Regions from separate parts of the Mus musculus genome. Here all the other regions are linked to region 1. The links are chromatin contacts, called in public promoter capture Hi-C maps. All regions are on one chromosome and are shown on one strand. Each heading gives the region's core, a stretch centred on a gene start, on an enhancer-like site or on the middle of the called end of the contact. The rest is flanking DNA. Distances are from core to core; before and after follow the strand shown.

Region 1 (2,887 bases), core at 192-2,691:
CCAGCAGAGCACAGGGGTCGCTGGAAACCTCCTGGGTTTTGTTATTTGTTTGTTTTATTTCCTGCACATAGTGGGTGCTTCACAAATGTTAAATGCATATGGAAGGAACAAATTGATCTTACTGAAATGGTCATTTTTCTAATGCTCACAGAGGTTCTACACTTTAGGCATCCCACATTGGTGTGTGTGTGTGTGTGTATCCATTTTGGGTCTGTCTGGCCTTATCAGCCCTTCCGGTGACAAGTAAATACAGTCACCTTGGATAGCGGAGAAATTGCCTCATGATCTAGCTTCCTCTTGGAAAGTGTCAAGAAAAAGGAAGCAAACTCACTCCTATGGAAAAAAGTCTTTCTGGGTTTGACTTTCCACATCCGTCCCTTGATGAAAGGGGACACAAAATGGAAAGGGACACTAGGGAACAGGAAGTGTAGGTGGGGGGTGGGAGGCGGGGAATTCCAGGCATGGACAACACAGACAGCTTACCGGCCTGAGAGGAGCAGGGACAGGCGATTGATGGGGGTCTCCCCCTCCACAGCGTAGGTCTGCTCTGTGGCCAGCGTCAAGACCTGCTCATGGCAGCAGTGGACAATCTCCTTGTAGACCTGCAGGGGCACCTGCAGGGGCAGGCACAGTGTCCTGTAGAGGAGATTGAATTCCTCCGGGAGGGTATTCACCCGGACACGATAGACCAGCTGTGCCAGCTGAAGCAGGCAAGCCACTGTCAGGAGGACGTTCCAAAGGACGATGTCTAGTCCACAAGCATCAAACCAGCCCCACAGCACGCAGCAGAGGTAGCCTGGGCCCAGGATGCCGAAAAGATAGAAGCATCCATACACTCCACTGCCTGCCATAAAGCCCATAAGCAAGAAACAGTTGGCCAGGTGATAGACAGCTCCTTCTACATCCGGTTTCCAGCTCCTGCACACGGGCGGCTGCCAGAGGAGCTGAGCCACCGAGCTGCCATTGGCACTCATCTTTGGGGCCCTCGAGGCCTTTGCAGGCTCCAAAACGGTCTCCACAAAGGAAACTGAGGGGAAAATCAGTCAGTTTGTCCTCCCAGGTGGCTTCTCACTACCAATGCAACCTTGCTGGCAGGAATGCTTCCGGTGGCTCTGAGAAAGAACGCAGGAGCATAGTACACTTCATGGAAGCTTGAAAGCCTAAGTTTGTTGTTTGGGATTTTTCTTTTCCTCGTTCCTCTCTTTCTCTCTCTCTCAGCGAAGCTCTTGTCCCTCCCGCAGTGCTCTGGTAAACCTCTTTGGCTCCGGCTTTCTTAGGCTGGTCTTCATATTTAGTCCTTAGCAAACAGCATACATTGTCCTGAGAGGAAGTAGGAACTCGACACCATGAACTTCAGCAACACGGGACGAAGCAGCCACATTCTGCTCTCTGTCGTTCCCAGGCAGAACGCGGAGTGGAGAGCCAGCAGGGGAAGCACACTTGTGTTCCATTTGGAATGCATGATCTCTTGGCGCCGGAAGAAAGGGTGACCCCAGAGGGATACCATGTTTGGAATTGGAATCCAGGAGGTGCTGGCAGTGAAAGAAAACAGGCCAGGCTGGCAGGGCACTTAGCATACCTCCAGAGGACAAGATAAGACCCAGGGTCAACAGAGGCAGGCAGGGAGGGTCAAAGGGAAAGCAAGCAGGGAATTGAGGTCCATGGAGTGGACGGGACACAGCGCTGATGTCCTGTCTGGAGGATTTGGGGATTTATGGGAGGTAGGAAGGCCATTGAGAGCGGGAATACCTGGGACTACTAACAGAAACAGTACTGGCAGGGAGAACAGAAAAGCCCCGTGAAAGGTTTAAGACACTCAGCAAACATCACTGTGCTGTAATTTGACTTTCGATCAACAAAAGCAGCTGTGTAAAGCAGCCCCCCTCAGCTCTAAGTTGACACTCCTCTGCAAATATCTGCCCAGAGTAATAGTAACACAGGACGTAAGTCACTATCCCATCTACACACCAATAACCTCAAGTTAGAATGACTGCCTAAGAAATAAATACTCCTTTGGCACTCCACCTTCACTGAGCAGTGTATATACACATTCCTATTCTCCTAGAGTTGAGGAAAATGGAGCCTCCAAGAAGTAACGTGTTCCAACACGGAGTAGGCAGCAAAGCCAGGATTTGAACCTGAGACGGTCAAACGAAATACTCCTGTTTTAAGTGGGTTCACAGTAAGCAGAAACGCTGAACTAGACCCATGACTCCGCAATCCTAAGATGTCTGATGACTTTCAAGGAACATCTAAATGAACGTGGAGGATCAACTCTGGACGGCCAGGAAGTAAATGTGGACTGTGCAAACATGAAAGCCAAGAGACCTGACTTGCTGGCTTCTGGAGGACTTGCTGAGTCTCCATCCCTGCTCTTGGGGGTCGGGAGCATCTTCGCCCTGTTGTTCCAAGGCTTTAGGCTAGTGCTCAGCTGCCTAGAACTATCCAAATCCTAACTCCATGGAGACTCACTGACCTGAATAACACTAAGGAGAAATCAGAAGCTAAAGCTTCCATCTCAACACTCAAGTGTACACCGTCACCTGAGTGTCACTTTATAAGGGAGAGACTACAAACAACAATGGCAACTCGATGCCTGCAACAAGTTATCAAATTAAGTTCAAAGAACGGTGTGACCCAGGAAGAAGGGTGACATGGGCAGAGCTGAGGGGTGAGGTGGAAGGGAGAGCAGACTCTCTCATGGCGAGAGGAGAAGCATAGTTACAGAAGTCAGAAAGTTCTTGCCATGCTAAAGAAAGACATTTTAAAATTTTAATTGCAATCGATTGATCTGCAGATGGCTTCATAGCTCCCGGTCTCTGGAGATTGGTACAGAAAGGGCTGGGGCATTTGGAGAACAACGCACCACGGGACTCTCTCAGCAGGC
Region 2 (2,887 bases), core at 280-2,779, 440 kb before region 1:
GAGTATAACGTGCCTGGCACATGGATGGAAACCAGTCTTTGCTTCCTTACCCTTTCCTTGCTCACAGATTGCCAAGGAAGCTCCTTTTGATGACCTATGTTTGGAAAGTCGTAAGCTAGGTGCTGCAAGAATGCGTGTGGACTGCAAACATTATAGCAGTCGCCCAAACCTTACCACCCAAATGGCTTCCTCTTAACATTTGCTGAAAGTTCTTCCTAAAGCTGAAATTCATATCTATTTTTAGAAAAAAAAAATAAAGTTGTATCGACTCAGACAGAATACTTGGTAAGCAGAGCTGTTTTGTTACGTTGTAATTTGCTGCTTTTCGTCTTTAGCTTCTAGAATTGGTCCTGAGGCAACGTGAACTTTCACAAACATTTGTTGAGTAAATGGCCAAACTTATTTTCCTGGAACTGTTTTTATGTGGCTTCGTTTCTAACCATTGTGTAGAATTTTATTGGATGAATTGCCCTGGTCATCCAAGCGGACTCTGGAACACTGAGGGGGAAGAAGGCATGGAGAGGGACATAGGCATCTCACACTGTCCCCTTTCAAACATTGACTGAGTCCCATCGTCAGTCTTGCTCAGGAACTGGACAGCTATGGACATCTGTTCCTCACGGTACCCTCACCTAAAGACATAGGTCACAGAGGCAGCCAGTGCAGAGCTCAGACAGGCCATTCTCTTCAAAGCTGTCAGTGCGTAGCCGAGGCTGTCCCACCTACATCCTGCTCGTGTTTCTATGGTCACGGATCTCAGGGTACTTGCTAATGAGCGCACTGCATGCTAACTCTGTCTCCTGAGTAAGAAGAGCCTTTGGGGAGATAGCACTAATCTATGAGGAGTTCCCAATCTATTGATTAAAGTGCTCAGACCTTTCTAATATTGCTGCCTTTACTACCCCTCAACACCAGACTAAACTAACCATGTGTTGCTATTTTCCCATTAAAAGCAATATTCTTCACGCTGTGTTTACGTGGCTCAGTGGTCCTGAAGGAAGGGACAGAGACAGGAAGGACCTAGTTAGACATAAAAGCATTACTTGATCCTGTCTCTTCATTTGCATTTCTCCATCTGTGTTTCCAACTTTCTTCTCCTTTAGTAGTTGCTGAGATACTCACCTAATGAATATTAGTGACCCCTCGAATATAGCCTGTGGTGTGGTTACAGAAACTCGCCCTGGCCCTGACCCTGCGCAAGTAGAGGAGGGAGCATGAGCTGGTTTCTTTAATAAGCAAAGTCTTAGTGATCCGATCAAGCTAAGGAACAACAGCTAAACACACACACACACACACACACACACACACACACACACACACACACACACACACACACACACACTCAGAGATGTACATTCCAAAGCAGCAGAGATCTGCCCACAGTGCTTCCTGCTCAGCCAGGCAGGTTCAGGCAGCATCAGGCGCGGCCCATGTGAGATGCCTCCTCCCACTCACAGACCACCCTTCCCCGGACCGGAGCGTCAGAGGATACAGTGGGGTAGAAAAGCATCTCAGGCTGGTGCCTGCTGCAGAGTGAGTCTGTGCAGCACCGGAGAAGAAGGCAGAGGAGACCAGGCAGCCGGTGTGAGTACAGAGACTTCTCAGAGCAGCCCACTGGCTCTCTATTCTCCTGCGAGTACGGACAAACAGGGGCTATACACTGTAACTAACATTAGAATCTGTCTCTTTTGTAATTTTGAGATCTTATAACTCTTCTGGAAAATGTTCTTTGGCTAATTATCTGTCCCTTTGCCTGACAACGGTTCCTGTTTTTGTCAGAAATCATTTGATCTGACAAGCCTTCCTTTAAAAGGATCTGTGGGTCAGTTTCTTCACAGGTCTTTTCTGCAAACAGGTCTGTGTAATCAGTATGTGGGCTAGAGTAAGTTAACAAATTAGTTTTATCTAATCAAGGCTACTTTTACAAGACCGATCTTTACTGTTCACTAATGAGTTGATCCATCAGGAGCTGCAGGTTATAAATATGTTTATTCTTATCTTTTTACACAAATTGTTTCGAGTAACACCAGTATTATTGGATATTTGTACTTTTATAATTATGGTTACAAGCCTAAATTTTCATTTCTCAGTAGCTTTAGGCATTTTTAAGGACATTGATGGTTTTTTTAAATTAATTTTAAGGTCTTTATAAAAGTCAAGGCGATGCTTATAGACCATTTCTTGCTGAGCAAAACTGATAAACACAGCAGGAAAAAAGGCAATACACTTCGTGCCTGTGCGTTATTTTCTTTATATAGCTAATACAGATGCTGTGATTTTTCTAGTTCCATGAGGAAGTAGCTCTTCTCTTGATAAATCTTCCCAATGAGTGTAAAACTGCTCTTGTGTTTTGCTGGTTTGCTTTCTCTTATACTAGGCTTAAAAAAAAAAAACTTTCCTGTATTTTCTTTTAACTACCCAAAGGGACTTGTATAAACATTTAGATTGCAAGGGAAGTTAGGCAAGAGGAGTAAACAAAACTTCAAATTTTCTTTTTCTCACTCTTGCGTACATTCCGAACCAGTGTGGATCCGTCCAGCATCTGCTGGACCCTCCTCTGCAATCTGGGCTTGATGGCTCTGCAGGCTGCCCACAGCCTGATGAGCCACTGATGCCTATCTAGGACAGAGCCCACATGGAAGGGGAAGGCCCCTGTTTGTCCTTCTCTTCCATTCCCTCTCCCCTACTCCCTCCCTTCTGTTTTCTTAATCCAAATTTCTCTAGTGTGGGTGAGTTTGAGGTGTGGTTTGTATATTCTTTCATGCAAGAAATCTGAGCAAGGAAAAGAGGTACTGAACTCAAAAATGCAATCGCATGACTGGTAGGTGAGCCTCACCTCTCTTCTGCTTTGAACACTGGTTTGATTAATGAGCAATTGTTTGTCAAC
Region 3 (2,887 bases), core at 159-2,658, 350 kb before region 1:
TAAAGCTTTGCCGTAGAAGATTCTGGTTGTTGTGTTCTTCCTGGCCGGTCGTGAGAACGCGACGAATAACAGACAGGCAGAGGTGCCTCCAAACTAGAAGGCTTGTCTTGAAAGCCAGCCGCCGTGTCTTAACGTATGGCACTCCTTGTTTTACGAGAACGCACTTGTGGTATAAGCAGAGCTTCCTTCCCACAGGAGACGACAGAAATCCAGCTTTCTTACGGAGAAACATCTTAATTCTTTAGTGTTGGCTAAATTTTTTTTTAAACAATATGTTCCAAACAAAACACATCTGTAGGCCAAATTTGGTAGGCTGGCTATCAGGTTATGTCTGGACATAGAGAGAAGGTCAGAGTTCAAAGTTCATAAACTGCCATGATGGCTTTTAAGAGGAATCAGTAACTAAAATGCAACACATAATACTTTTGCCAGCTATATGAATGTACCTACCCTTCAAGCCTATATATGGATTTGAATGGATGCAGGAAGTTTAATCTAATCTTTGAGTTGTCAAGGCACAAGACTTTAAGTGTTCACTGTGTGCTGAGTACACACGAGTCAAGGAATTCCAACTAAAGCAGGAAAAACATGCCGGGGTGAAAACATACGCCTCAAGTTTTAAAACAACCTGGGAGACTGGCAAAATGTCAGCGCCCCTTAAATCTTGGTTTCTTTACTCAAATCTCTTGCAGTTAGTAAGATCGGGATGTGTGTGTGCGTGTGTGTGTGTGTGTGTGTGTGTGTGTGTGTGTGTGTGTGCCTGAACTTGAGTTTGTAACTAGAAATATAACTTCTTCCTGGGCAGTGGTTACAAAGCTGCACCTCTCTCTCGCCCGAGGGTATCCTAACCTCAGCGTGGGAGAGGAGACGTCTGGGCTTCAGGGACCGCAGACCCAGGCAAAGAGAGATGGGAGTGGCCAACGTAAAGGCTTTGCCGGTCAGGTTTCTGGAATCCCAGTCTTTGTTACTGTCACTACACTTAAGTGTCGACGGAGGAGAAAGGCAGGCACTGAAATAGAAAGTGTCAGGACTGGGATGACAAGGAGAGCAATTCCATGAGCACCCATCCCGAGCCCTCCCTGCAGAGTCCGGCGCCGCCTCCTGCGCTGTGCAAAGAGCCTGACTGGCGGCAGGAAGCGGGCGGGCGGCCGCGGCTCCTCGCGAGGCCGATTTCCTCCGGGACGGCCCTGGGCGATACTCTGGACTAGCAGAGCCACTTCGGGAGAGCGCGATCTCTCCCCCAGCCCGCGCAGCTCAACCCACCCACTTACTTCCTTCGACTGCACTCACAAACACACACACACACACACACACACACACACAGCTGCCAAAAATTTCCAACCTCCGCCCCCCTCCGGAGCTGACTTCCTTCCAGCGCTTCCTGAGCTGGACGATCCTGGGATTTGTAAGACAGGAAAAAAGGGACGGCGCAAGGGCGGGCAAGGGGACGTGATGCTGGCTGTTCGCGGTCCTCCAGCGCTCTGAAGGCAGAGCGCGGGCCTAGGGCGGAGCACACTCAGCCCCGGGGCGGTCCCCTAACCGCCGCGCCCCGGCCCCGGCTCCTCGCAAGGCTCAGCCGAGAAGCGCGGGGAGACGCCGCCGGAGCCCGAGTAGGGAGGTGACACCCGCCCGGGGCGGTGCACGGCCCAATCTGCGCGCCCATGCGGACCCGCGGCGCCGCTCTGCCCTGGTGACCCGACCCCGAAACCCTCATCAGCGGTGCGGAGCAGAGAGCGCAGACGGAGGGGCAGCCTCTGTGGGGCTAACTCATGAAGAACAAGGGTGCCAAGCAGAAGCTGAAACGAAAGGGAGCCGCCAGTGCGTTTGGATGTGACCTGACGGAGTATCTGGAAAGTTCGGGACAGGATGGTAATGTACCCCCCCCCCTTTTTTTTTTTTGTTTAAGAGCGATGGATTTCTCTTGGGGTGTGCTGGATGCAGTTCACAAGTTAATGTGTTCCAGGCTCGTGCGCTCACTGTACTTTAATAGGAAAAAAAAAAAAAAAAAAAAAAGACAGTTCTTAACCACATCGCCTCCACCCCACAGTGCAGGAGCTGGGTCTGTCCATCCGACGTGTCACAGGAGCGGTGGATGAGCAGTGGTGTAGCTGTGGCGTTTACTGGCCATTTCTGAGGCTGAAGCCCCGGGAGGGAGGCTCGGGTCTTAAACTTTGGGTATTGAAAGGGAAAGATGAGGGGGTGACTGACGTGTGGTGAATCTCTCTGGATGTATCATTGTGATCATCTTAAATGTGCCTCCTGTACTGGAAGGTTTCACCGGCTCACATCCTTTTTTATTAATGTGGTAGGAGGCAGTGTGCTGGGGGTGGGGCGGGGAATCCTGGCTGGGGGAGTGCTTGCACAAACATTTTCTGTATTTCTGAGTTGATGCCAAATATACAGTACCTCCCCCGACCCCCCCCCCACCTCACCACCACCACCCTTTACCTCCTCCTGCCTTTTCAGAGGGGCCTTTGGTGTGTCCTGCGAGCAGTGTGTCGTAAGAAGGTCAGAGGGCCTCAGCTTTAAAAGAGTTTAGGATATAGAAGAGCGTCTCTGGTTTTTTTTTTTTTAAGTCAGCTTGGAAAAAGAAAAAGAGGAGCCAGTGGAAACAGTTTAAACATTTGGTGGGTGGGGAAAAATGAAAACAAACTATACTGGGATAACACCGTCTTGGAGGGTAAAAGTTTTTAATATAGCAAAGGTGGGGGAATGGGGCATGAAATGACTCCTTTTGTAAAGTTGACTGGTTCTGGACTTTAAAAAAAAAGGCTTCTTTGGAAACTTCAGAGAAAGAGAAAAGAGCCCACTACACATATCTCATATCTATCATTATACATAGATAAATACAACAAAAGAACACTTAGGGCCATGTAACTGCTCAGAA

The links. Capture Hi-C pulls out chosen DNA fragments and counts their contacts.
Region 2: a contact with region 1 is called in a promoter capture Hi-C map of adipose tissue. The contact joins the promoter of Upk1b here to the promoter of Popdc2 in region 1.
Region 3: a promoter capture Hi-C map of adipose tissue shows a contact between it and region 1. The contact joins the promoter of Arhgap31 here to the promoter of Popdc2 in region 1. A contact is called at or near these places in 2 of 39 promoter capture datasets (cranial neural crest and pre-B cells), 2 of 484 Hi-C or Micro-C datasets (bone marrow-derived macrophages and conventional dendritic cells), 1 of 115 datasets of contacts at active chromatin or transcription factors (bone marrow-derived dendritic cells) and 2 of 9 other capture datasets (adipose tissue and liver).

What each region holds. Positions count from the first base shown.
Region 1 is chr16:38,360,744-38,363,630 of GRCm38.p6, reverse strand. Popdc2 (popeye domain containing 2) reads right to left here and starts at 1,441. Exons shown (of 4, transcript NM_001081984.2): 1 at 484-1,441. The coding sequence starts at 974.
Region 2 is chr16:38,798,845-38,801,731 of GRCm38.p6, reverse strand. Upk1b (uroplakin 1B) reads left to right here and starts at 1,529. Exons shown (of 8, transcript NM_178924.4): 1 at 1,529-1,584.
Region 3 is chr16:38,711,556-38,714,442 of GRCm38.p6, reverse strand. Arhgap31 (Rho GTPase activating protein 31) reads left to right here and starts at 1,408. Exons shown (of 12, transcript NM_020260.2): 1 at 1,408-1,869. The coding sequence starts at 1,770.